Regions from separate parts of the Mus musculus genome. Here regions 2, 3 and 4 are each linked to region 1. Evidence: chromatin contacts called from public Hi-C and HiChIP or PLAC-seq data. All regions are on one chromosome and are shown on one strand. Each heading gives the region's core, a stretch centred on a gene start, on an enhancer-like site or on the middle of the called end of the contact. The rest is flanking DNA. Distances are from core to core; before and after follow the strand shown.

What was found. A called contact is a pair of places that touch in the nucleus more often than the background predicts. HiChIP or PLAC-seq counts read pairs in DNA pulled down with a chosen protein or histone mark.
Region 2: an H3K27ac HiChIP or PLAC-seq map of extraembryonic endoderm stem cells shows a contact between it and region 1, with 10 times the contacts expected there. The contact joins the promoter of Tsku here to the promoter of Rsf1 in region 1. A contact is called at or near these places in 1 of 39 promoter capture datasets (liver) and 1 of 115 datasets of contacts at active chromatin or transcription factors (extraembryonic endoderm stem cells).
Region 3: a contact with region 1 is called in an H3K27ac HiChIP or PLAC-seq map of extraembryonic endoderm stem cells, with 4 times the contacts expected there. The contact joins the promoter of Nars2 here to the promoter of Rsf1 in region 1. A contact is called at or near these places in 8 of 39 promoter capture datasets (3T3-L1-derived adipocytes, the C10 cell line, the HPC-7 cell line and 4 more), 1 of 484 Hi-C or Micro-C datasets (CD4 T cells), 1 of 115 datasets of contacts at active chromatin or transcription factors (extraembryonic endoderm stem cells) and 3 of 9 other capture datasets (adipose tissue, liver and macrophages).
Region 4: a Hi-C map of muscle stem cells shows a contact between it and region 1, with 5 times the contacts expected there. The contact joins the promoter of Myo7a here to the promoter of Rsf1 in region 1. A contact is called at or near these places in 8 of 39 promoter capture datasets (HPC-7-derived erythroid cells, the SN4741 cell line, frontonasal cranial neural crest and 5 more), 6 of 484 Hi-C or Micro-C datasets (CD4 T cells, the G1E-ER4 cell line, cortical neurons and 2 more) and 4 of 115 datasets of contacts at active chromatin or transcription factors (acute myeloid leukemia, embryonic stem cells and pancreatic cancer cells).

Annotation. Positions count from the first base shown.
Region 1 is chr7:97,577,574-97,583,848 of GRCm38.p6, reverse strand. It overlaps Rsf1 (remodeling and spacing factor 1), which reads right to left and starts at 3,953. Exons shown (of 16, transcript NM_001081267.2): 1 at 3,744-3,953. The coding sequence starts at 3,945. Aamdc (adipogenesis associated Mth938 domain containing) reads left to right here and starts at 4,352. Exons shown (of 5, transcript NM_001177945.1): 1 at 4,352-4,483.
Region 2 is chr7:98,358,379-98,364,653 of GRCm38.p6, reverse strand. It overlaps Tsku (tsukushi, small leucine rich proteoglycan), which reads left to right and starts at 3,366. Exons shown (of 2, transcript NM_001024619.3): 1 at 3,366-3,412.
Region 3 is chr7:96,947,472-96,953,746 of GRCm38.p6, reverse strand. Nars2 (asparaginyl-tRNA synthetase 2 (mitochondrial)(putative)) reads right to left here and starts at 2,220. Exons shown (of 14, transcript NM_153591.4): 1 at 1,803-2,220. The coding sequence starts at 1,943.
Region 4 is chr7:98,115,863-98,122,137 of GRCm38.p6, reverse strand. Myo7a (myosin VIIA) reads left to right here and starts at 2,645. Exons shown (of 49, transcript NM_008663.2): 1 at 2,645-2,862; 2 at 4,363-4,422. The coding sequence starts at 4,405. It overlaps Capn5 (calpain 5), which reads left to right. Exons shown (of 13, transcript NM_007602.4): 13 at 1-579.

The DNA of each region.
Region 1 (6,275 bases), core at 2,704-5,203:
AAGCAGGCCAAACACTCAGACACATACAATTAATCATTTTTTTAAACTAAATGGAATTTTTAATGGTTTTATTTTATATTTAAACAACCAGAAGTACCTACTGAGTATTACTATGAGGCACACAACAACTTATCAAGTTTTGGAATTAGAATGGACACTGGTTCTATTTTCTGTTCCACTAGGCCTTTCTTGACTAAGGAACAAGGCACTCAAAACTGAAGCTACAATATCAAATTAAAGCTTGCAAGCAACTTTTTAGGAAAAAGAGCATAAAGTATTTAAACAAGGACAAATCAGTAAACTAGTTTCTACCTAAGAATGCTATGGTATTGCTAAATCTACCTCAATAAATACTGTATTCAAGTACTTAGCCCCTTTCCATTCCCCCAGTTAGCACAGCAGAGGACTGAAAAAGACAAAAGTGTATTCTAAGGGCTGCTCACATTAGGAAAAAACAAAACTTGCATAAAGTAATTTTTTTTTGTTTTTGTTTATTTGTTTGCTTTTCAAGATAGGGTTTCTCTGTGTAGCCCTGGCTGTCCTGGAGCTCACTCTGTAGACCAGGCTGGCATCGAACTCAGAAATCCTCCTGCCTCTGCCTCCCAAGTGTGCACCACCGCCTCCCAGCAGGTTTTTTTTTTAATTTAGCATGTGTGCACACATGCACACTCTTTCTATACACATGCCAAAAAGCTCTAGTAGAGGTTAGAGGACAGCTTGCAAGTGGTTCTTTCTTTCCACCTATGTAGGCTCAGAGGGATCTCAGATCATGAGGCCTGTCAACCAGTACCTTAACCCACTAAGCTATCCTGCCAGCAAAATTAAAACTTTCTTTTTTGTTTTGTTTTGGTTTTTACTTGTTTGTTTTTTTTTTTGAGATGGGGTTTCTCTGTGTAGTTCTAGCTGTCCTGGAACTCACTCTGTAGCCCAGGCATGCTTGGGTCTCAGAGATCTGCTAAAATTAAAGGCAAGTGCCACCGTGCTCAGATTAATTAAAACTTTTTAAATGGCACAGAGCTGTTTCTTAATAAAACTTATACAAAGTAGAACTCACGGATTATGACTGACATCCCCATGCCTTCCCAACCTCACAAAACTTTAAACCTAGTTACAATTAATACATGTAAACGATACTATGCATCTTAAATCTAAAAAAAATCTTTAATTTGTAGTACCAGAATATTTGAAAGTACCTTGTTTATAAAAAAAAAAAATTGTAACATTTCATTTGGCTCTTAGCCACTATCTTTGTCTGCTGAAGAAAATGAGAGACATATAAATGAGACACACTGTTCTATAACCCACATATTAAGCTGTTCTACACAAACCCTGGTCTTTCAACTCTTTCTAGTTTTCTTTCCCCAAAAGATTGAGTCAATCTTAGCTGAACTACCGTAAGGTATGCCATAATCCAAAGCCTGAACATCTTTTTCCTTCACAGTAAAACTTTCACCTTCAGAGAGACTTTTCATTTGCCACGTGTCTTGAACTGTGTGACATTAATTAACAATTATTCTTAGATTCCGCACGACAGAATCTACTATTATCAGTCCTCTTAGCAACCATATCGATGGTAATACTGTGCCTGAGGTAAATGGTCTCTCTCAGCCCAACTTCTTTCCCATTTTTTCCTTAGCTAATGGCCCAAAGTTCAATGCTAGAAATATCAAACCTATCCTAATAACTTTTCTCTTTCAATACTAACACCAAGTAAACACAATGATTAAAAATTAAGGGAATGAAAGCTTATCCAATATTCAAAATCAAATGGCACACCAAAAAATCTATGTCTGGCTCTTAACTTGGTCCAAATTCTAAAAACATTTCCCCTCAAGTACTCACATTTTCTGACGAATAAATTACTATTAATTTTAAAGTATCCTAAAATTAAGTGAGGGTACTACTACACTTCACAGTGACTACTTTCTTCAAAAAGAATGTGAATATATTTTGATAATGAAATTAATACACTAGAAGCTTAATGTTTAAAGAAAGTCTGCAAAAAATCTTAACCTAAAGTAATTTAACTCTGATTTCATAGTTTAAAAAACTAGATTTTTATAGCCAGATACAGTCTAAGAACTGTGAACCAGTAAAGAGATGCAGAGCCTGGCGTAGTGACAAATGCCTTTAATCCTAGCACGAGGCAGGCAGAGGCAGGAGGATTCCTAAGAGTTCCAAGCCAGCATGGTATACAGAATTCCAGGCCAGTCTCAAAAGAGAAAGTGGAAAGAAAGTATACGACCATTGTACCAATAACTGCTGTAGGATTAATACTTAATAACATTGTATATCACACATTTTCTCTACAGGTAATACTTTGAATAAGTTCACACTTGGGTCTTTCCTTAGCTATGTAAATACATCATATCGGAAACGTATTTTCTATACAGAACAAAAAAGCAACTCTGCTTTCTTAGAAAGGTCACAGCTATCATGCCTTGTACAATACCCAGTCCACCCTGGTCATCTACGCACAGATCAAAAGAAAAAGAAGAAAAGAAGACCTATTTGGGAAACGTTTCTTCTTTTGCCAAGGGCTGTCGCTAAACAAAGGCAATGTTCGGAGTACACAAATTAGGCTTCTCCTAGGGAAATAAAGTACCAGAAAAGGAGCGGAATGGATCGGGACTAATAGGGGAGAGGGTTAGCGCTCAGCGTGTAAAGACTGCAAGCAGCAAACACAGCGCTGAGATGCTCCAGCAAAAGAACCACGACCAGCAGCAGCAGCAGGAAGTTTCAATGGGGCCGGGCAGAGCATGCGCCCTGAACCCGCGCGGTGGCCTTATGTGGAAGGAGCACCACTTGCGAACACCAATAATAGACCAGCGGCACCAGAGAGAAACATGAGCAACAAGCACCTTCTTCAACTGTTTCCCCAGCCATCTGAGCCCCTCCTCCAGCCTACAGACTAACCACCCCACCCCAGCCAGCAAATGGAAGAGTGACTTCTTCCCTTAAGCCCTGTAGCTGAGATAGGGGGAAGGGATAGAGAAAAGTGGAGAGATGCTTTTCTATTATTTTGGGGGAGGTGGTGAGGAGAAAAACTATGGAGGAGGAGATATTAACCCTCTCCTACCCAGAGCGGAGAAGCTGGGCCGAGTTCATTTCCCCTTCCTACGCGAGAATAGGGGGGAAGCCCCCTCTCTGGTCATAGACTCAGATCTCCCAAGGAGGAAGGAGTTTGGGGGGCTAGACCAGCCCTCCAGGGGACGGGAAAAGGCAGGAGCCGACTCTCTCGGGGGAGTTCCCACCACCGGGAGAGCGGAGTGTCCGCGGGCCCCCGCCCACTCAGGTGGAGTGAGCAGAGGGGGCGCCGAGAGAAGATGGGCCCAGCCTCCCGGGAGACGGTGGGGCGGATTGGTGGGAGGAGGGGAAGAGAAAAGCGCAAAGCTGGCCGGAACCTGCGCTCCCCTTCCCCCGCCACCTAAAGGGGTAAGAACTGGAGGCAACACCGGCGCGGGGGACCCGGCCCCAGAGCGTCAGGCCGGCACAATACCCCCTCCTGGGCCCTAGCCCACACCCGGTCCGCGACGCCCCCACCTCCGTCCCCGCGGGGCACGGTGGCCCTAGGGGGCCTCCGCCCCGCCTCCCCAGCACCCAGGAACCCCCGGGCTACGAGGAGTAGGGACTCCGCGGAGGCCAATCCCTGGCGAGGGACGGCCGCAGAGCCCCAGGGTATCTATGGAGAGCTAAAGCGCGCCAGGGCCGCTTCCCGCCGGGCTTTCGGGCCGATCGCTTACCTTCTCCGTTGCCGATGTCTGGCGGCGGCGCCTGCAGCACCCGCTCCAGCTCTGGGAACGGCAACTCGGGCAGGTCCAGCAGCGGCCCGTAGCGTTCCAAGAAGGAGCAGACTACGGCGAAGTTGGGGCACGAACCCGGGCAGCCCGGAGGAGCCATCGCCGCTGCCGCTGCCGCCGCCGCCGCCGCCGCCGCCGCCGCCATTTTGAACTGGAGGATGGAGGAGGAGGGGATGGGGGGGCGGGAGGAGTTGGGGGGACCGAGGGATGGCAGGGTAGCTTTACGGACGACAGGAGGCGCTCTCGAGTGGACGCCCCTGCGGCGGCGAGCGTCTCGCGCCAGGCGCCGCGATCCCACAATACCACGCCGGCCCGGAGCAGTCGAGAACTGAGTTAGATCGGGGACAGAGAGGCACTCTGGGCCCTTCACTTTCCGCCCTCTTCCCGTCCCCTTCCCTCTACGACTTCAAGGCTCCGACTTCTTCCCTCCCACTTCGGGGTCGCTACTGCCTCGTGTGACAGGGGGAATGAAAACAAGGGAAGCGGGGCGGAGAGGTTGGGGGCGGGACTTTCTAAGAACGATAGCCAATGGGGGGAGGGGGCGGAGCTTCGGGTGTGGGCCGGCTGAAGGCGAATTCCAGGCCTGGTGGCTGAACCGCTGTGGCTCAGAGTCCCTCGGCTAGCTGCAGGGAAAGGTGAAGCACGGATCCGACTGGAGGAACAACCGCGAACAGAAGCGCTGCGTGAGTTTTCTGCGGGATCTGGGAACGGAGACGACCAAGAGAGAGAGACAGAGAGGGAGTTGAAGAGAGACACCAAGATGCAGCAAAAGAGAATGGCAGGGAGGAGAGAGGTTAGGAGAAGGAAAGGTGCGGTTGTGGCTTGGCGCGGGACCCTGGAGAGAAGTCTCAGAAAGTTTGCTGAGGGGTGTTGCCCTCTCCTGAGTGTTGTGTGACCAAACTTTTCCTGGGGGGACGGTAAACACATCTCACCCCAGACAGAGCTCCCACCGACAGACCGAAGTACAGATAACACCAAAGTCCAACTTGGCGAACCAATGCGTTTTATTTTAACAGGAGCATGGATAAGGGGTCACTTACAGGAGCAGGAATGACTCAGAGACAGCTGCGACCCCAGGGCCCACCCCAGCATGGGTGACAGATTATAAAAACTGCACAGCCTGCAGGCAGCTCACTGCGTTGGCATGTCCTTTCCAAGTGACTCTGGTCTGAACCTCTTCCAGGCAGCTCAGCTGGCTTCTGCTCCTCCCAGGCAGCTGGTCCCATCTCAGAGTCTTCTTTGCAGTGCAGCTTGTCTGAGAGGCTTTTTTTTTTTTTTTTTCAGCTCAACTTCCTTTAGTTTGAGAGAGACGATCACCTTTTACTGTTTGCTCTGACAGAGAGAGACCTAATGAATCTGGTTAGTTTCAGGGACTTCCTGAAGCTGTTTTGAGTTGTTTTACTGTCCTGTTTAAAGAGCTTCCTTGCCAGATGGAACCGGTGGACCAGGGCCTAAGGTACTCTGTGGATCACTAATGAGGAATTGCCTCTGCTGGGTGACCAAATCTGAGGAACCACTCTCTACTCGGGAACTAAGATGCTAAGAAGACTCTGGGCTCAGCTCAGGCTCTAAGTTGGCCAAGGTCTAGAGGGTGAGCTAGGATTCTACTTAGAAAGCTGGGAGTTCGCTGCACAGCAGTAAGCTTGTTAGGAAGCAGAGTTCTACTCCATTCCAGAGTTGGTTGTAGCATTCTCTCAGAAAGAATCCCAGAATGGGGAAAGTCATCAACAATGGAAAATAAATAGAACCTGCAGCTTAGGAAGCAGTATACTGTATGCTTAGGAGCAGGAAGTAAGTTTGAGTTGAACCAGACTTGAGTCCTATCCCTAATTACTTTATAACCTTCCGAAGTTTCTTTGTTACTTTGAACTTTAGTAAAGTGAATAATAATATCTACAGCATGGATAGTTCACAGTAAAGTGGTTAGTATGTTTTTCTGTCACATTGAATGTACTTTGAAAGATTCCTTCTTGTCCTGGCAGGTGGCAGAGTCAGGAAGAACTCTGAGTTCAGGCTATAGAGTAAGACTGTTTCAAAGAATCAAATCTTTCTTATAAAAAAATTATAATCTAGATTGAATCCAGCTATATTGAGCCTACAATTTATTACATTATGCCAAAATTTTAAGAATATATTTAAAACTTACATAACACCTACTTCCTAAAACTAAAGCAACACATATTCTAAATCAGATTAAATAGGAAAATGTGTGACTAAAGAAAGTTTTTTTTTAATAGGCAAATAATTATGCCAGGAACATGGGCATTGGCTTCACAGATAAACATTAAAGAATGTTATGTGTTTCCAGGTAAAAAGAGGGAAAACCATAATGGTCTATATCATTTTCATTAGCAAAGAAACTCATTTTTCAAGAGGAAAGAAGTTCTCTGAAAGTTATTACTTAGAATTATGATTCTTTTAAGATATTATCTGTGTGTGTGCAGACATTTGCGCTATTTGCCTGCATGTCAGAAG
Region 2 (6,275 bases), core at 2,117-4,616, 780 kb before region 1:
ACCCAAACATGTGAGTGTATGGGGCCATTCCTGTTCAAACCACCACAATGAGCCAGTGAGTTTAATAAAGGTTACTTATGGGGGAGGGGCAAGAATGAGAGGTTATTTATGGGAACATGATTAGTTACCTCCACTGGCCGTATAAAAAAGCCTTTCCCAAGCCGGGCGTGGTGGCGCACGCCTTTAATCCCAGCACTTGGGAGGCAGAGGCAGGTGAATTTCTGAGTCTGAGGCCAGCCTGGTTTACAGAGTGAGTTTCAGGACAGCCAGGGCTACACAGAGAAACCCTGTCTCAAAAAAACAAAAACAAAACAAAAACAAAAACAAAACAAAACCAAAGCCTTTCCCATTGAGACTAAAGACTACGGAGGGCCCAACAGTGCTTGAACATGTAATTTTTCACGTTGTTCTCCCTTTCTCTAAATGGACAGATAACAGCTCAGCTTTTGAAAGACCCACAACGTGAGGACTCCCCCACGTTCTGACTCAGGAGAGGCGACACCCCAAAATCACCAACGAGAAACGGTCTTGCTGCAAATTGCAAGAGGATTTTTATTCAAGAGCGCTCTTGGGCCCACGGTCATACACCACGCAGGGGTAGAGGACTGTGGCGCCCCAGTAGCTGAGTAAGGGGGTATTTAAAGGAAGGAACCACAACTCAAGGAGGTGGGAAGGGCGTTGTTGGAAAATACCGAAAATACCAGTTAAGAGTCACAAGAAAGTACAAAGTCACAAGTGCCAGGTTATCTCTCAAGACAGTTTCTAAGAGCCCCTAACAATCTAAGAGCCCCTAGCAATAGCACCTTTGCATAGTGGGTTCCAGCAATGGTCAGGGTGGGTCAGGGTGACTTTCTTTGAATGAACACTCTTTGAACCCAGGAAGCAGGTGGGTGGAGGAAGGAATGTCGCTATCTGTCTTATGATTAGCATACCTTGGAGCACTGAGTTTATTACTCTTTCACTTTCACTCAAACAAACAACAAAGTGAACAAGCGGAAAAAGAACAACCAAGGGATCAGTGAGGCCCTTCAAATAAAGTGTCTCTTGTATGCTATATACGCACAACCAGCAAGAAAGGCAGAGAGGGCAAAGAAGCTCCTTAGTAATTTAATACAAGAACCTTGACAGTCCTGGCTAACTCTTCTCTCAGTAGCATCCCTAAGGTCTCCTATCACTCTTGAACAGAGACGCCTCAAGCCCATTTCTGGTTCCATGTAGAGGCCGTTTCTTCAGATAGATCTTTCATTAGGCCCTGAAACTCATTATCTTGCCCAGTATGTTACATCTCAGAAACCAGCCATCAAGACCACTAATCATCATCAAGAACATTAAACCAGACTCTTTCCCCACCAATTGAATATGGCCAGTCAAAATTAACCTCGATGGAAGACCACAGAGCTGCTCTCTCTAAAGTCAGCCTCCTCTGGGAATTGAACACTGACCAATCAGAAAGAATCATTATCATTTGCATGGTGGGAACTACATGATGGGAACTCATGATGGGAATTCCATGATGGCTCATCCTAATCCAAGAGGATAGTGGCTGGTGAGATGACACGGTGAGTAAAAGAATTTCCCTTCAGTCCTCGTGACCTGAGTTCCATCCCTGGAACCCACACAGTGGAAGGGCTGGAGGTGAGACTAACACCTCACAAGCTGTCCTCTGACCTCTACAAATATAGGGACATCCTCCAAACCTGGAACAATGAAATAAATGTAATTTTATTTTTAAAAAATAGAAAGATGGTAGCTGCAGACAGGTATTTCTTTTTGACTCCCCATCTCCCTGAATTCTCCCAGTGTGTTCAATAAACCTATTCCCCTTCCCCTACTTTGGTCTAACTATTAATTCTTTCACCAACTCTACATCATTCCTCTTGTATTCCTACTCCATAGGAAGAGGAGTTCAGACTCTGCCCAGGAGGCTCCAAGAAAATTGGTAGTATAGCACTAAATTGTAAGGGTGACCCTGCCCACTTGGATACGATTTCAGACGAGGCCACAGTAAAAAGATTCCCCTAAAGACCTCCTATTCCCAAGGATGATGGATTTTTTTTTTCTTTCCCTCTTTTGGCTTTTTGAAACATTCTTTCTCCAGAGCTAGGCTTTCACACTGACAGTTATCCTGCCTCCCCCTCCTAGGAGACAGGGACCATTGTCCCCTCTCCTCATTAATAGCAGGGTTCAGCCCAGGTGAGTCCCCAGGGCCACATGGTGGAGGGAAGGGAAGGGTCTGAACAACCACTTTCTTCTGAGTGTGAACTTGACTTTGCTGACTGGGAACTTCCTTTTCCTCGGGCAGACACGCACAAGCCCAAGCAAAGATTTCTGTTTTTAAATAATAAGGAAGAAAGAAATGAAAAGACTGTGTGCAACAAGCCTGGGCCACGGCAGGGAAACATGGCTGGAGTTCCCCACCCAGGGGCCCTTTCCAAGGTGGCAAGTTCCTGGGAGGTCCAGAGACAATACCACACTTCCCTCTAACCCTTTACTTCCCTCTGGAGATAGGCACTGTCTGGGTATGTGGATAGAAGTACCTGCAGCAGGCAATTTCTCTCTTCACTCATGTATTTTTTTTCAAACACACACATGTCATATATCATATATATTTGCATATATATATATATATATATATATATATATGCAAATAATTTCGGCAGAAGAGGATGGAAGACTTAAGCCGCTACTACAGAGCAGTTTCCCTTCTTGGAAATCCAGCCAGAAGTTGACTTTCCCTCCAGGAAAAAAAATATGTCTGTTAAGTCTGTTGCTTTCTCCCTCACTTGGTGTCTGCCAGCTTTCCTGCTTTTGCTCTCTCTCTCTTCTGTTCTGCCTTGTCTCTTTTCTCAAACACACCCATTAGTGACTCTGGACCTTTTTTAAAACTTTTTTTTTAAGTGGGGTAGGGGAGAATTTGAGAGAAAAACCCTCACCCACCCATTCTTGCCAACTAATTCTGCTTTCCTACACACACACACACACACACACACACACACACACACACACACTGGCGACCTCCAGATGTTCCCGACCCAGCGGCCATCTGCTGAGATTACTGGGACGCGCAACTGAAGGAAGGCAGAGGGGGCAGGGATCCGGGTTGCAGGAAGCTGGGAGAGGCCTTGTGGAGTAGGAGGGAACCGCGCACTTTTTAGACGCTCCCTAGGGTGGAACCCGTGCTCGGCCGGCGGGGGCAGGGCTGCTAAAACGCCCCCCTAGACTTGCACTTTAACGACGCTCCCTGAGCTTCCTGGCCTGTTGCCGGTGCAGCCACTGGGTGCCGAGCAAGGGGAGCCCGGCGGCGGGCGGGGACGTGGGGCGGGACGAGCGGCGCGGAGAAAAGCGCCGGCCCATGGGCCAACGCCGGGTCGCCTAGGTGAGCGTGCCGAGGCGACAACTGCAGACCTGCCAGGTGGGTGCTGTCGGGAGGCGCAGCGAGATCGGCGCGCATTTGGAGGTTTGGAGCCCGGGACTCCAACCTCACCGCCCCATCCCGTGAGCAGGCCAGCGCGAGGGGCGGGTCCGGGTCCTGCCAAGGCCCCTCAACTTTTCCGGGACACCGAGCCATAGAGTCGGGGGAGCAAGGGTGAGGGCTTTCAGGAGACAAAGGCTCTGCCTGGGGGTCGTGGGCGTGGGCCGGCGCCTCCAGGGTCTTTGTAAGAACACGTGCATCTCACGGTACTGGGTCTTTTGTGGATTTGGGTTCGGAAGCCAGCATCTGCCTTGCCTTTGTGTGTGCGTGGCTTTGCATGGCTATCTCGCTCCAGTGTCCCCGTTTTGCAGCCTTGCGTTTGGTTGTGGGGACCGGTGGGCGCTCCTAGTGTCCGCATACGTGGTCTATGCTTGTCGACGTGTCTGAGTTGAGTATCTGTGGGGTATGTGCGCACTGAGAGCCCTGAAGCTGCCCCGACTCTCTGCTCCCTTTCTGTCCATCGTTTTCCCCCTACTTGGCTTCAAACTTTTCTCTGGGTTCCTCCGGCAACGCCTGTTGGCAGCCCTTCTCTGTCTCACCTCCGGAGGTCCTTTGAGCCGGGAGGGGATGAGATGGATTTGGTGGGTTGGGGGTGATCTGCAGTGCCTGGCGACTGGCCCGGGCCAGGACTGGGCGGAGCGTGCGGGACACCCTCACTGGACCCCAGTGGGAGGAGGGAGGGGACACCGCTGGTCTGGGCTCCGGCCTGAGGCCAGAGACCCGGGAATAGCGTACTGCTGGCAGTAGTCTGCTCTGCGCTCCGGGGACAGAGTGAGTGCGGACTGAGATCAGTCTGTTTGGTGGAGAGACTTGATTGGCTTTGAGTTCCGGCTCTGCTTTAACCCGACCCCAGAGTGAGGGGACGAACCTTCCAATCCAGTAGGTGAGAAAAGCCACGGTTTGTCTGCATCCGGCCTGCTCGCGGCCCCTAGCCCTGATTGGGCTGTGATGAAAAGGGGCTTTCCACACACTAGTTTCCCAAGGGATGGCCAATGGCTCACGTAGGGCACGGGCGTGTTGCAGAGCCCGTTGAGATTCGGTCACTGATGTGGATGAAGTGAGAAGAACTCTATGCCGTGGGAGCGGAGCGCACCGTGGTGGTAACCAGCGTGGCGAGCTTAGCTGAAAGCGGCTCCCGCCCACACTTGGCCAGGCTCAGAGGTGACTCAAACTTTGATCCTTTCTTGCTCCATGCTAGCCTTTCGGATAAGTCTAGACTTGCAAAGCCCTCAGAGTGGGAGGGGCTCCATCCTGTCCGAGCTTTTGATCCTGGGTGGCAAAGATAAGTCAAACACTTTTTTTCCCCAACCATCCACCCCAGTTTGTAACTTAGAACTTTGGTCAGTACTACCCCGTCGGAGTGGGAGTGGGGGACAAACTTGGGAAAGGCAACGATGGTCACTTTCTTTTCGTTTCTAGACCTTCCTTATGAGAAAGGGAGTGTGGACGGTCTCTGTACTCTCTTGATTCTCCTGATTACCAGAGATCGCAGAGCCTGGAAACAACTGTGTTCCCAGGCATCAGTTTGTTCCTAGGGAGGCTGGAATGCACCAGCCTGGAGTACTGACCAGTGAAAAGACAAAAGCTGGTGTCGCTTATCTTTTACATGACAGACTCGGCAAGAGATGGAATCCTGACCAATTTTCTTTTTAATTGTAACTTCTGGCTCACCGCAGAGACAATGTACTTGATTGGGTTCCCTATCCTTTCTCAGGACGCTGAGCCTGGGAGTTTCCTGAAGACATCTGGCCCCACTTCGGAAGTGTCCTGCCAAAGCAAGTGCTAAGACAGGCAGGTCCCATAGGAGCAGACCTGGCTGAGCAGGTGACTCTCTCTACTCAGGGGTTTGAAGTTTGCCAAGAGGTGGCAGAAGCTGGAAAGGCCTCCCACAGTACATGCAGGGTTCTGTGTGTTCTGGAAACAGCACACGGGTACTTCTCTTCCTGTCAGGGTTCAGGGTGTTGGGGAATAGGAGTTACCCAAAGGCTGGGAGGGAAGGCAGAGGCCAGTCGCTGAGCATCAGTCTGATCTCCCATTTGAGCCTGAGTGCAGAGAGCTGCTGGAGAAAACAGAACCATGGGGCTGGGGTGGGGGGTGTTTGATCATTTTTTCCTCTGGCCTTTGGACGGTGATGGAGTCTGGGAGGCCTGTCTGAAGGCAGGGTGCTGCATGTCTTCCAGTCAGGAAGTCTGGGAGTTGTGCTCTCCTTCCATAGCCTCTATCACCTGGCATGTGTCCTGTCACCTGTCTGATTCTCAGGCTCCTTTGAAGGGAAATTTTGATCCCTGTTCACTGATGGTGTTGTGACTGGTAAATAGCATAACAAATGACTACATGTGCTAATAAACGGAGATTGGTTTTTGGGTGTCTGGTTACATACATTGTGTGAATACAAGAGGAGGCAGAAATAACATGAACCCTCAACTTTAAACCTGGTTTAACCACTTAGCCAAACCCTTAGTTCCAGGAAGCACCCAAGCAGAAGGAAGCCTTTCTGTCCCTGTCATTTTCCTCCTCTGGTTTCTGCCCCCACCATGCTAGTATCCACGCTAGAGAGGAGCTCGGCACATTCTTAGACAGCCATAGCCCAGTGGCCCTTCAGGGGATGAAAGCCAGGTTAGGCTGGGAAGGCCTCACGAAAAGGTAGCTTTTGAATCAAACAAGTGGGAATTTGTGGAAGACAAAGCGGGAGGGCTTTGCCATCTTTGTCAAAAGAAGTAGCCTGTGCAAAGAAAGAAGTCCCTGGGGAGTGACGGATATTCAGCCTGAGAGGCTGTCTTTGTGGAATTGGGTTTAGATGAGG
Region 3 (6,275 bases), core at 971-3,470, 630 kb after region 1:
TTCGCTAGAATGCTCTTTCCTTCCCGTCCTGCCTGGGAACACATCCTGCAGCTATGTACAGTCCATCAGTTACCCTACCTGGGGATACCATCCTCCAAGACAGCCTGATATGCAAGTAACACCTTCTTGAGCTTCACACAGCTCAGGAACTCCCTGTTTTCTTAGAGCTCGTTATTTGTACCACTCATAACCACCACGTTGCTGTAAACTAGGGCTAAACAGGAATATAATGTGAGTTTTACAGAGTTAGCTCCAAGGATAACAGCACTTTCTGCTCCTTCAGAGGACCCACATTTGGTTCCTAGTACCTTCTGGGGAAGCGCACAGCTCCTTGTAACTCCAGCTCCAAGGGATCTGACACCACCTACGGATCTCCATAGGTATTCCTATCTATGTGTCATAAACTCATGCAGACACACATACACAAATACAAGATAAAATTAATCTTTAAAAAGATTTGTCCTTACATTAAAAGTAAAAATAGGTAATGAATAACATGCTATTCAATTATACTCTGAATATCATTCACATGTAAACAATATAAACATATTTTTATTTTTGAATATATTTATATTTTTATATTTCCTTACTCCTCAAAGTTATTATATATTTTACTCTTACAACACACCTCCATGCAGTTGAAACACACTCAGGTGCTCAGAGCCACAAGTTGACTAGCAGTTTCCATATTATACCACTAAGCACCCAAATAAAAGGTCTGTTACCTCCGTAGTAGGTTCAGTTCATCTTTGACTCTTCTTTTGTTCATCACACAAATCAAGGTACAAAGAGTACAGCAAACAGTTTTGATAACTTTTGATTGGGATCATGGAACAAGTAATAAACCCAAAGAAATGCAAGGAAGAACAGCTTGGTCATAGTGCCAGATATCAGGAATATGGGTAAGACCTATTAGTTTATTTCAGTAATTCAAGAGGAAACAGCCAAGCACCAGTCTTACTCTTTCTGTGCTTTTAGGAATTTATTCAAAGCTGTCACAAATAACAGCATCTAACACTGACTGAGAGGCCTCTGTTCTAAATAGCCTGTCTTCATTAACCCGTTTAATTTTCAGAACTCTCCAAAATATAGACTATTATCTCCATTTTCATAAGAGAAACTGGGGCCTGAGGCACTGTCGTGACATGCCTATAAGTAACAAGCTACATAGTAGGGCAAGCGAATTAAGCCAAGGCAACTGCAGCCCTTAGCTTGTCAAACTACAACATTCTGCTCTTTCTCCTAGTTTAAATACATGGAAATCTCAGGAGCCTGAGTGACTGAAATTGAAAAGGTATGGATTCTCCTGTGTCCAACTTGTGTACAATGAGCCGCAGTGAGCAACTGAGGATAGCTATGAATGCAGCCCAACACGGACTCGTAAACTTTGAGACTTTTTAACTGGAGGGTAGAGGCGGTAACTCAAGTATGAACTTGGTAGGTGGAGACCTCATGTTGCAATGTCAAAAGGCTGGACACACCTGGAACCACTATTTCCTGCCAGCCAGGTGAACAGGAAAAAAGGAAAGACAGAATTTCTGTTCTCAAGGAACTAGGGCAAAGCATCCCAAGTTATTACTATAAAACTAAATAAATAAATAAATAAATAAGGGAGTGTTCATTTCAACTTTTCCGCATGATTAAAGTGTTTACAAGAAACCCCTAGGTGTCATGAAAACTCAGCTGCTGCACTTGTGATCGTCAGAACGATTTGCAAAAATAACAGTGCGGTCCCAGAAGTGTAGACTCTGGAGACAGCTCAAGTCAAGCAAGCTCAGGCAGCAGTCTTTCCACACACCCACCTGCACCGTTACGCACTCCCCTCTCGCGTCCTGGACCCTGAGGGCGTCCCGCACGCGCATTTTGGCAGACGCGCGGGGCCTGGGGCAGGAAACGGAGGAACAGAGGCGCAGCGCGCCGAGCAGGCGCCGGGCCCCGAGCATGGCGAGACCGGACAGGGTTCCACGGGATGCCGGGCTACGTCCCGGCTCACAGTCCCCGAGAGCAGCCTTTTTCAGCCGCGCAGTCCTGCCGTCATGCGCTCCTGTCGCTCTTCCCTCCGCGCCCCGAGCAGTTCCCACGGGACCCCACCTCCGCGTCCCGCTCCCGAAAGCACAGAAGGTTCGACTACACGGAACACAGCGGTCAGTGTCACACCGTACATGGGACCGGAGTGCAGACCCAGACTTAAAGCACGTTGCAACTGAGCTACGTCACCCCGTGCTCGCTCTTCCGTCATCACGCTGGGTGGAGTCTGAGCATGCGTGATTGTGTCCGGGAGCTCGTGAGGCGCCGCACCGGTAGGGGCGGTGCAGGAGCTGAGGTGGGCGGGGCTAAGGCGCAAGGGCTGTCTCAGGTTTCTCAGAAATAGCTACTGTTGGGTCATCTCTAGGGAGACTGAGGAATACTTGTGGGCAGTATTGACAGATGCAGAAGGCAAGTGTCTGTGCAGAGTCTTAGGGGTGGAGAGGAGTTCTGAGCTCTGGGAAGTCAGTCTCCAGACGTAGTACCTGCTGAAGTCACTGTTGGGTGGTAGCCAAACAATTCGTTGCTTAAAAAGGAGCTTTGCCTGCCAGAATGGGCAAATCTTTTCTCTTACTTGCATTTGTTTGAAAAGAAAAAAATGGCCTTTGCATATATTCAGCTACATTTTAAGTTTACACAAAAATATTTTTTCGTAACTCAGTGAGACACATGATAATGCTTTTATCTAGTTAAACAAGAAAAGGTCAAAATAAGGACTAATTAAGTTGCCACGATGAGACACCATACATAGTCCTGTTCATCAAGGAGCTTATGATGAAAAGATGTTGGTTGGGGAACAGAGACAGAGAGGGAGAGATAGAGACACAGAGACAGACAAAGAGACAGTGAGACAGAAACCGAGAGAAACCATCACATTATACCCAGCAAGAGCACACATAGATATGTGTGTGGTAAGTGGAGTGGCGACCCAGAGAAAGAGATAATTAGGCTGAGTTTGAGGAAGGTTAGAATTTTTCCAGATGAGAATGTCAGAAATTTTCCTGTAAGAGGAGGACAGGAAAATCTGCTGGGAAGGAAAATGGCCTGAAAGAATTGTAAAACTCTTCTCTGGACAGACTTGAAAATATCTCCAATAAAAATACTTTGGGGCACTTCTGGAACCTTGAGAAAGGAAAAATCAAAAACTTGTAGCCTTCCAAATATGTAGAGATAGCTTATATCTTAAAGTATAAAAGTATATTCGATACCCCCCCCAAAAAAAAAAGTGAAACCAGCAACCAGCAAGCTCAATTTCTCTTCAGGTTAATTCTTCTGTCTCATCTTTCTTCCTCCTCTTTGCTCTGCTAAGTCTCAGGGAGACTATCTTCCTCTACTTAAGGCAAAGGGTTAATTAGGAAACTAAGCAGAGAACCATTGTTCAGTAACTCAAGGGAAAGGGACCCCAGTGGGTAAAATGGGAAATTAGCAGTGGGTAATCTAAAGTGTGTAGTGAAAGCTGATCACTGCCTGCAAGCTTTGTGCTCAGACCCAACTGCTCCCGTTTATCCTTTACTGTGTTAAATTCTATCTTCTGATTTGCTTTCAGTGTTTGGATCCACACGTCTGCCTTTAGATTCATCGCCTTCCCGATAGCAGCAGGAATGACATTTCTAACGTGAATGTTGTACCGTGCCAGCCATAATGATAGGTAGAGTGTCACAGAGTGGCTGTTCCCTGCCAAGAACTCCTCACGTCTTAACTCCATCATCACAGTCACTCTTGCTTAGAAGAAACTGAAGTTTAGAGTTTTTGCCGTATACCCCAAGTTACTTACAGTCTTGTTTCATCCATGTTCTTACTCATTTTGTTACCCTAGTGATTAAACACCCATGAATTGTTCCTCTTACAACATAAAGACTTGGCTACCAGACTTTCTCTGATTCACAAAGTTTCCTGAAGTGACTTGGAGTGAGAATCAGAAATGAAATGTCTATGGTGTTACTCTCTGCTATTTTTTTTATCTGTGCAGTGAATTCTGTCAGTGTTACCCCTAAACTCTGTGAAGGATTATTTTTTAAGTAAAAAAAAAATTTTTTTTACTTGTATAGGTGTTTTGCCTGCATGTGTATCTATCTATGTACCGAATATGTTCCTGGTATCCACAGAGACCAAAAGTGGATGTTGTATCTCCTGAAATTGGAGTCATAGACAGTTATGAGCTGCCATTTGAGTGCTTGGAATAGAACCCAGGTCCTCTTAAAGAGCATCCAGTGCTCTTAAAAACTGAGACATCTCTGTAGCCTCTCTGGGAAGATTTTTGACAGGGTTCTACACAACACACTTTAGCTAACTTAAACCAGAAACTTCTTACAATTCTTTCTTCTGTTCTAAGCTGACAACTACTTATGTTTATAATATATTCTCTTTCTTGAGAAGAATACCCCAGATTAAGAAGGCTCGGGTCTCATGAAACTAGATAAGACTTTGATTTTAAAAAGTATTCATACTGGATGCATTTAAAAGATTGTTTCAGTGTTGTAGCCTAAAGCATATTCATCTTGAACTTCACAAGGCCCTGGGAAATTGTTTTCTGAGTTGATGATCCAATTTATATGCCCTCTGGCAAGCTGTGGCAGTTCCCAGTTACCTTCGATGACAATTGTTAAACTTAGACTTTCCACTTTTTACCACAAGGGAAGCCTTGTGTATTAGTGTTTCAAAAGTTTATGTGTTGGTTCTCTTCTTCCTGTTCATCAAAATTCCATTTCAGCATAACTCCATCTTTTTTTCCTTCAGTAGCATAATGAACAAAGCCATGAACCTGGTGATCAGAAGTTCTTGCTTAAGTCTTGTCTGTATGACCCATGATGGAACTCTCAGGAAGTCACTTGAACTTTCAAATACGCACATAGAGGTGGAGATGAAGGAGGTGGGTATTAGTGTGGGGATAGTCTCACTGCTTGACTAAGCCTCATATGGGTGGACTCTTTGCTTTGTTTATGGTGCCCTATCTGAGGTGAACAGAGTAAGTGGAGACTTCTAGTTTCTTTGGAAAGTCGGTGATGTCAAATGATGTTTTGTTGGGTCACACAGGCGAAAGGATGCCTTGCTAAAGCAGACGTGTGAAAAAATGTTTTTCTGAAGCAGACACAAGTGACAGTATGTTTTACTATAACAAACACATGAAAGGATGCATGATGTTCAGAAGGAATATAAACATGACCCCACAGACAGTGGAAGCTTGAGCATTGGTTTGCTTTGCTCTGCCCCTCTGTTCTTCGCAAATGACATGCATGTATTGGTTCACCTTACATTGCAGTGCTGAGCTCTGCTTGTAGTGACAACATTGGAAGAAACTTGCCAAAGAATGTCTGGTGAGGTTCCTGCAGCTCTTGCTCCTTCTGCAGCCTCAAGCCAGTTGGAGAGCCTTGGGGTTTCTTCTGGATTGAACTGCTCTTGCTGGTCTGTGTGTAGTGTCTGCCCAGAGAACTGGACTGCAGCTGCTGATTCATATTTGGTGTTTGCTACTGGACTGAACTGCTGATATCTTGACAATGAAGACTGGACTCTCCGCCAAAGAACGATTTCTAAACAGGTCTACTTACCCCGTGTCCTAATAACTTTTCTCTTCCACTACCTCTGGTGGATGGTGGACTAAAGGAGAAGTTGAACTCTTATTAAAGTAGCTTGGAAAAAAATTATGCCTACAAGTAGATGTCCATATCACCTCAGAAATTGGAACATACTTGGGGTCAGTGTGAGTGCATTAATTATAAACCCAGAGTCACCAATAATGTGTCAGTGTTGCATGGAGGAAAGGAAGTTTGGGGGGCATTGTTGCTTGATGTACTTTAACAGAGATTTGAATTTCCTACTTCTCTCGCCCTGTGTCTTCTGTTGTTCCTGGCTATCTCTTGTAGGGGTCTGACTCTGTGCCTGCCTGAAAGCTGTCAAATCTGACTGTCTGTGTATGTCCCTAACAAAGGGGCTTTGCTCTGTATTCACTGGAAAAGAAAGTGTCACATGGAGAAGGAATGAAGGATACTTTACAAAATGTTTCAGTAGTGTTTTACAAGGGGTTAAGTCACTGACTCCAGCTGACCCAGATAACAAACAATATTACAAACATCATTGTTTATGAAGCAATATTCTTTATGTTATGTTCAACATTGATAATGGGTACTCATTTTATGAGTCCAATTTCATCTTGTTTGCTGTTTCAGTAAATGATTTTTATGACATTACTCAAGGGTAAGGGTCATGGAAGAGCACATAGTTTAAAATTACAGATATGTATTAACTTAGGCTAT
Region 4 (6,275 bases), core at 1,396-3,895, 540 kb before region 1:
CACACCACTTCCGCTGTGTATCAGTCTATCATACACTCCGCACGGTCACATGATCACTTCACTTCTCGATGGCTATTGCAGACCAAGACTGCAGTCAAGAAGGGAGGGTGAGCCTCACGATCTTGGGTCTCAGGGCCTGACATAGGGGTCTTAGCTCAGCCATATCCCTCTGAGGCACAGGGCGAGCAGGGACCAAGTAGCAGACGAGTCGATGCTTCACCTGGCATCTAGCCACTGCCTCCCACTTCTAGCAGAACTGGGTCAGCAGCCCTGTTCTTGCTTCCTCTCTCTTAAGCTAGGCCAGGCTGGCTCCTGGCTGTGAAGGAACTTCCGGTCCCCAAGAAGCCTTGAAGACTGGACAAGGGAGGACAGGGTGGAGCAGGGATAGCCGTGGCTTCATTTATCGTTTGCACCCAGGAGGCCTTGTAGTCTTCCAATTGCAGGAGATCAGCCCTACAGTGTATTCTACGTGAACCAACAGGGCCTGGCCTTCACTCCTCCAGGCCACAATGCCCTGGGGTCAAGGGAAAGGAACTCTGTTATCTTCTCAGAATAAATATTACTGCCGCTCTAGAGGGATCTGTCTGTTTCATTTTTCCCGTACCCCGCACCCCCCCACACACAAGGGTAAAGACAGAGGGCACAATGGGTAGCTGACCTCTGGTCAGAAGGATGAGCAAGGAAGGCCTTGGGAATCACAGATAAAAGCTGGCCTTGCTGGTTACCTAGTGAGTCAGAGCCCAGCTCTGTGGAATCCTTCAGGTTCCCTGCTTCCAGTCAGTGTGGGGCTGGCTTTGCTGAGCTCTGCCCATCTCAGGCCCTGGGGACATGGGGGCACACAGTTCCTGCTCTGCAGCAGCCTTCCAGCAACTGGGGAAAATGTACAAATCATGTCTGATCGAAGTACTGTAGTGTCCTTGATAAGCAGTGTCCCTAGGAGCTGACTCTTAGTCTCTGAGTTCAAGATCTGTGCCCTGTTCTAGTGGAGAGGAGAGACTTACATGCAGGCCACAGACGGAGGTGGCAGAGCAGAGATCCTGGGAAGGTGCGGTAGCTAGAGCTAGGAATTTATGGGCAGGGCCACGGGTAGAAGCTGGGTCGGGTTGTGGAAAACGAAATGATGGAATACGACGATAGATTGGATTTGAAGGGGCGAGGGTTGTATGAACTAAGACCAGTTCTGCAGTGGTTCAGATGTGGTGCCCTTAAGAGGCTCAGGTGCCAGAAACCAGTGCCCCTTCTGGATAGGGCAGAAAACAGGCAGAACCTGGAGAGGTACGGTGGAGCATGAGGTGGTAAGGACACACACCATCTCAGGTGGTTTGTTTTGGGGAAAACAAGCATGGATTTCTAGGTTTCTCCGATCGGGTGACCTGCTTAGCCGAGTTTGGGTGCTGAGGAAATGTCTCCGTTATGGTTCTGAGACCACTTTCTCACCCACCCACTGCCTTCCCAGCATGCACCTCAGCCTCAACGAAGCACACCTGCCCCAGTTGCCGCCTTGTCGATTGGGCTCTGGATGCTCCAACCTGTGTCTCTCCCACTCTGTGTAGGCTCATGCTACTCACCTGACTCATAAGTATCAGTTTCGTAGGTGAAGGCTGCGTTGGGTGCAAGTCAACCTTGGACCCTGGTCTCACTGTGGCACCCTGGTATGAGGAAGTTGACCGGCTTTTCCTTAGTCTTGTAGCAGTTGGCTGTGCCCAGCAGGTGGCACCATTGCACCATTGATTCTCCCCACTCCATACCACTATAGATTCCACCCCACCCTATTCCCCTCCCCACCTTAACCCACCCACCCCCACCGAAAAGCAGCTTTCCTGAGTAGATGTCCCAGCTGGCAAGTGTGGGCAGAAGAAGGGGCCAGGTCTCAGGAGGAGGAGGAGGAGGAGGAGGAGGAGGAAGAGGAAGAGGAGTCCTTCAGCCTCCTTCCTCATCTACCATGATGAGTATTTGTGTCCTGTTCATTCCCACCCACTCCCTTTTTTAAATCACACATTTAAATCACACACACACACACACACACACACACACACACACACACACACACACACCGGGTAAGTCTGTCCTGCGTGAGGTGGCTCCTACTCAGGTGGCTTTGCAAACTGTCTGGATAACAGCACACTCAAGACTCCTAGGACAGGCTGTGGGGGCCAGTTGTAGAGCCTGGGGGTGGGGTGCATCTTGGGGAGTCCTGGTTTGGATGTTGTGTCCAGCCAAGGCTCCAGGTATTGCCAAGCCTGCTCATTTATATGGTCTCTAGTAGTGCCCTGACGAGGGAAGCTGGGTGAGCAGGGGAGGCTACTGGGAACTGAGACCCAGCAAAATCATGAGGAAGATGGGACGTGATCAGGTGTCCTAACCATGCAGAGATGGCAGGTAGTAACACATGTGACAAGAGACCCTGAGGTCCTGATGGTTGGCCCCAGGCCCGAGGTTCCCACTGGCCAGCAGTGCCCCCTGGAGCTTCTATGCCTTGCATCCCTGCTGGTTAGCTTTACACAGCACCTTGGGCAACCTCTAGACGTTAGTCAGCAGCCCCAGCACAGCCCGCCCCTCATGCTGATGTCACCACATCCAGACCTTCGAGGCCCCCAGGGCTCCGCCTCCTGGGAGAAGGCTTTGGAGGGAGAGGGCGGGTGGCAGTGCAGGCTGGACAGCTGCCCTGAACAGAAAGAAAGAGTGACCCAGGGAGACAAGAAACAGAGTAGCCCAAGGGAAGCCCACAGCAGCAGCAGATCAAGGCTCAAGCTGGAGCTGAAAATTTGCAGGCTCCAGCCTCAGCTTCCAGAGTCCTCCTGACCTGTGACCCCTGGCTCCTGGCTGGGAGGTGGTGACTCGGAGGGTGTGGATAAAACCCAGGTAAGGATGGGCTGCCCTGGCTGGAACTTTTGGACTGGGGAGGAGTTACAGGCTGGGGCCTCCTCTGGAGCCTCTGCCCTTAGGTTCCTGGGACTGGACTCCCCTGAACCTACAGGGGCCTTGCCACCATAGGCATGGAAAGAAAATGCCCCGAGCCGTGCACATGGAGGCTTATGCCCTAGATGAGGGAATAGCTGAAGAGCACAGGGCCTGTGGAGTTGTTTCCGGGTTGGAGCTGGGTCAGGGGTATCCAGAGGCAGGGGTGAAAGATGGGAGTGGAGGCTGGGGGGGCAAGTGTGGATGCCTCTCTCTGCTTGGTCTTTTGGTCATCTCCCTGATAATCTATCTCTCCTTGCACACGTTGTTTCTTCTTTGTGTGCCTTACATTCTCTATCCGTGACCCAAGAACATGAAGGTTACCATCTGGGGTTGCCCAGGGGTCAAGGTAAAATCAGTTGTGGGTCTAGGGAAAAAAACAAAACAAAACAAAAAACTATGGTTCTTTGTTCTCAATTTGAAAAGCAACAGTCTTACACACTAGTCTAGTCTGGGATGGAGAGGTAGAGCCTCATGCATGGGGTAGAAGAGACCTGAGCTTTTCCATGGGTCTTCAGCTCTACCCTCCAAGTCTACAGTCCCAGTCTGTCCTGCAGCCTTGTACCAGCATGAGTGAGGCAGGGGCCAGGCAGCCTCTTCAGACGCCAGCTCTCATAACTACTGCTGCTGCCTTTGGGATTATCCCCCTGCCAGGACCCCAGCGTGGTGTAGGTCTCCCGAAGGACCATATGCCCATAGAGACCCAGGGCGTGGGGTCAGGGCTCAGGTGTCAGGCAGTGTCGTGGGCAGAGGATCAGATGTCCCAGTGCCTCTGAATGGACCCTTGTGAAAACTTAATGCTCACTCGAGGGGCAGGCCAGGCAGGGATGGAGGGGCCTCACACCAAGACCTATGGGCTGGGGCTGCTTCTGGTGACCACACTCGAGGCAGCAAATCCATCTCGAGCCTATTCCTGGGTCCAGCTCTGTGCTGGATGAGGTAAGAGATGAGGGCCACGAACAGGTGTTAGATCATTCTGCCATGTGTCCTAAAACTCCTAAAGCAGTCCTGAACCAGGAGCAGAGTCCAAATCTTACTTAGTGCCAAGTCTTCCCTGCCCTGCTGTGTGACCTTGGGTAAGAGATAGTCCTTCTCTGAACTTTGGGCAGCCTCAGGACATTAGTCCCTGTCCCAGCACAGCCCACCCCTCACGCTGATGTCTGGTACAGGGCTGACTACACTCCTTTCAAAGCCCTTTGGGATGACGAGGGCAGCTTTGGGCAGTGGAGGTGGTGACGGTAACTGAGGCTCTGGTCACATAGACTGAGCTTTAATCAGAAGGATGGAAACCAAGAAAGATTTCCGTGAGGGAGGAGGGGTAGGGGTGGGGTTGGGGAGGAGTCTAGGTGGCCCTGCAGATCCAAGCTGCCTGGGCTCAGGGCGTGCCATGGTCTCTTCCCACAGAGCTGTGTCTGGTCACTCCGGCAGGTGTGCTGACGTAGAAGCATGGTTATTCTGCAGAAGGTGAGTGCGTCTCCTCTCTCTCAGAGCTGCAGAGGGCCATGCTGGGTACCTCACATCCCACCCTGCATGTCCTCCTCTCTATGTGCTTAGCCATTGGAAACGGATTCCAGTTCTTCCTCTTGGCAAACTCCTACTTAGTCTTCAGAACCCAGCCGTGAGAATTCCCACCTCTGCCACCACGGCTTCTTTGGTTGCTGACACGTGTCTCTGGGCAGGAGTGATGATTCATCCCCCAGTCCCAGACATTCCAGACAGAGGAAGCACATGCAACGGCCCCAGTGTAGAAGGTCTTTGGGGAAGCAGTTAGCAAGTTTGCTTAGGGGGGACCTGGGCAGAAGTGAGTCAGGGTGACAGGGCCCAAGCTGGAGCTCCCCAGGGAAGAGGCACAGGTGCTGCCCATCAGCTGAGCCTTCCAGGCCCCCTACTCCCCAGAGCCATTCTGGTCTCTGACCCTCAGCCCTTCCCCGTGATCAGCCTGAGACTCATGAACTTCTTGGTCTCCAATGTGGGAGCCAGGAATGTAGGCAGTGCGCCAGATGGGCCGGGCACAGAGCCTTTGGGCTGAGAAGCCGGGTGCTACTGGGGCTCAGCCACGAGTTTCCTGTTGTCTCAGGCTATGAGAGGCCAACGGAGCAGCCTGGCTGGAAACCCCAAGGCTGCACAGGGCCCATGTGTTAAAGGCAGGCTATAGCTCTAGATCAGGAAAAAATTCAGGGACTGAAAGCTTGCTTGATGGCCCATCAGAGAAAGCCAAAGCCAGGCTAAAAGGGGCTGATGGGTGGTGATTCACACAGACACCCCCCAGAAGGAGGATCCAGGGTCCCCACAGGCCTCAGGGGTGTTCCCCAGAGCCTCTACCTGACTGGACTTCTTTTCCCCTGGACTGTTTGCTTCTGACTATCTGTGAATGGTGGCAAGCTTCGTCTTGCAGGGACTGTTTTGGTAGTGGATCTTTAAGTGAATGGTGGCTCTACCCATTTTCAAGTGGGACATACCTTTCTATTACATCTCTCATCCTCCACGGTGCCCCGGCCATAGGTGCTGACCGGCTCAGCAGGCTCTGGATTTGGATGATGCTGGGGGGGACCTTGAGCTGCCCATCCAGGTCCCTTCTGACCTGTGCTGTAATCCCTGAACTGCCAGACTCTGTTGCCTTTTCTGCCTGCCGCTCACTCCTGCCGGTCTCACCCTCTGCTCCCTCCCCTGACCTTTGCTTCCCCCTCCTGCTGCCTACATCCTCCCAGGCCTCAGCCTATTTTTGGGGAGACTCTTTGCTCCAGTGACCCTGGAGATCATGTCTCCTCTGAATTCCTGGACCCGAATAGAGTACTAGAAACAAGGGTAGCCTCCTCTTGCTCCTCAGCTTCCCTGCTGGGAACCAGGCCCCTGTGACTTGGGGTTGGGTACCGAGGGTTGCCCAGCTAAGAGCACCATTTAGATGCAAGAGCTAAGCTGGACTCCTGGCCTTGGCTTTCCATCTATGAAGCTGTAGGCTAATTGCTGCCATCACTTTGCAAAGGGCTGATGGTAGGAGGGTTGAGAGTATCATGTCCTGCTAATAGAACTGTCCAGCCTCGGCTTAGCATAGAAGTCCACAGAGGTCAGCTGCCACATACCTTCTGATAACGGTGCTGTGCCGTGTTCCCGTGCTTTTTTTCTCTTACTTTATTTAAGATGAGGAAATCCCAGGAGACCTCAGAGGATCCGATGGTGCTTTTTCCATGTGCAGGTTGCCCTCCCGTGGGAATATGTATTGCAGGTCATTCATTCAGTTTCTCTCCTTCCTTCTGTACCTCAGCCTTCCTGAACCACAGATTCAACTCACTCATCTTCATTCCTCCCTTCAAATCCAG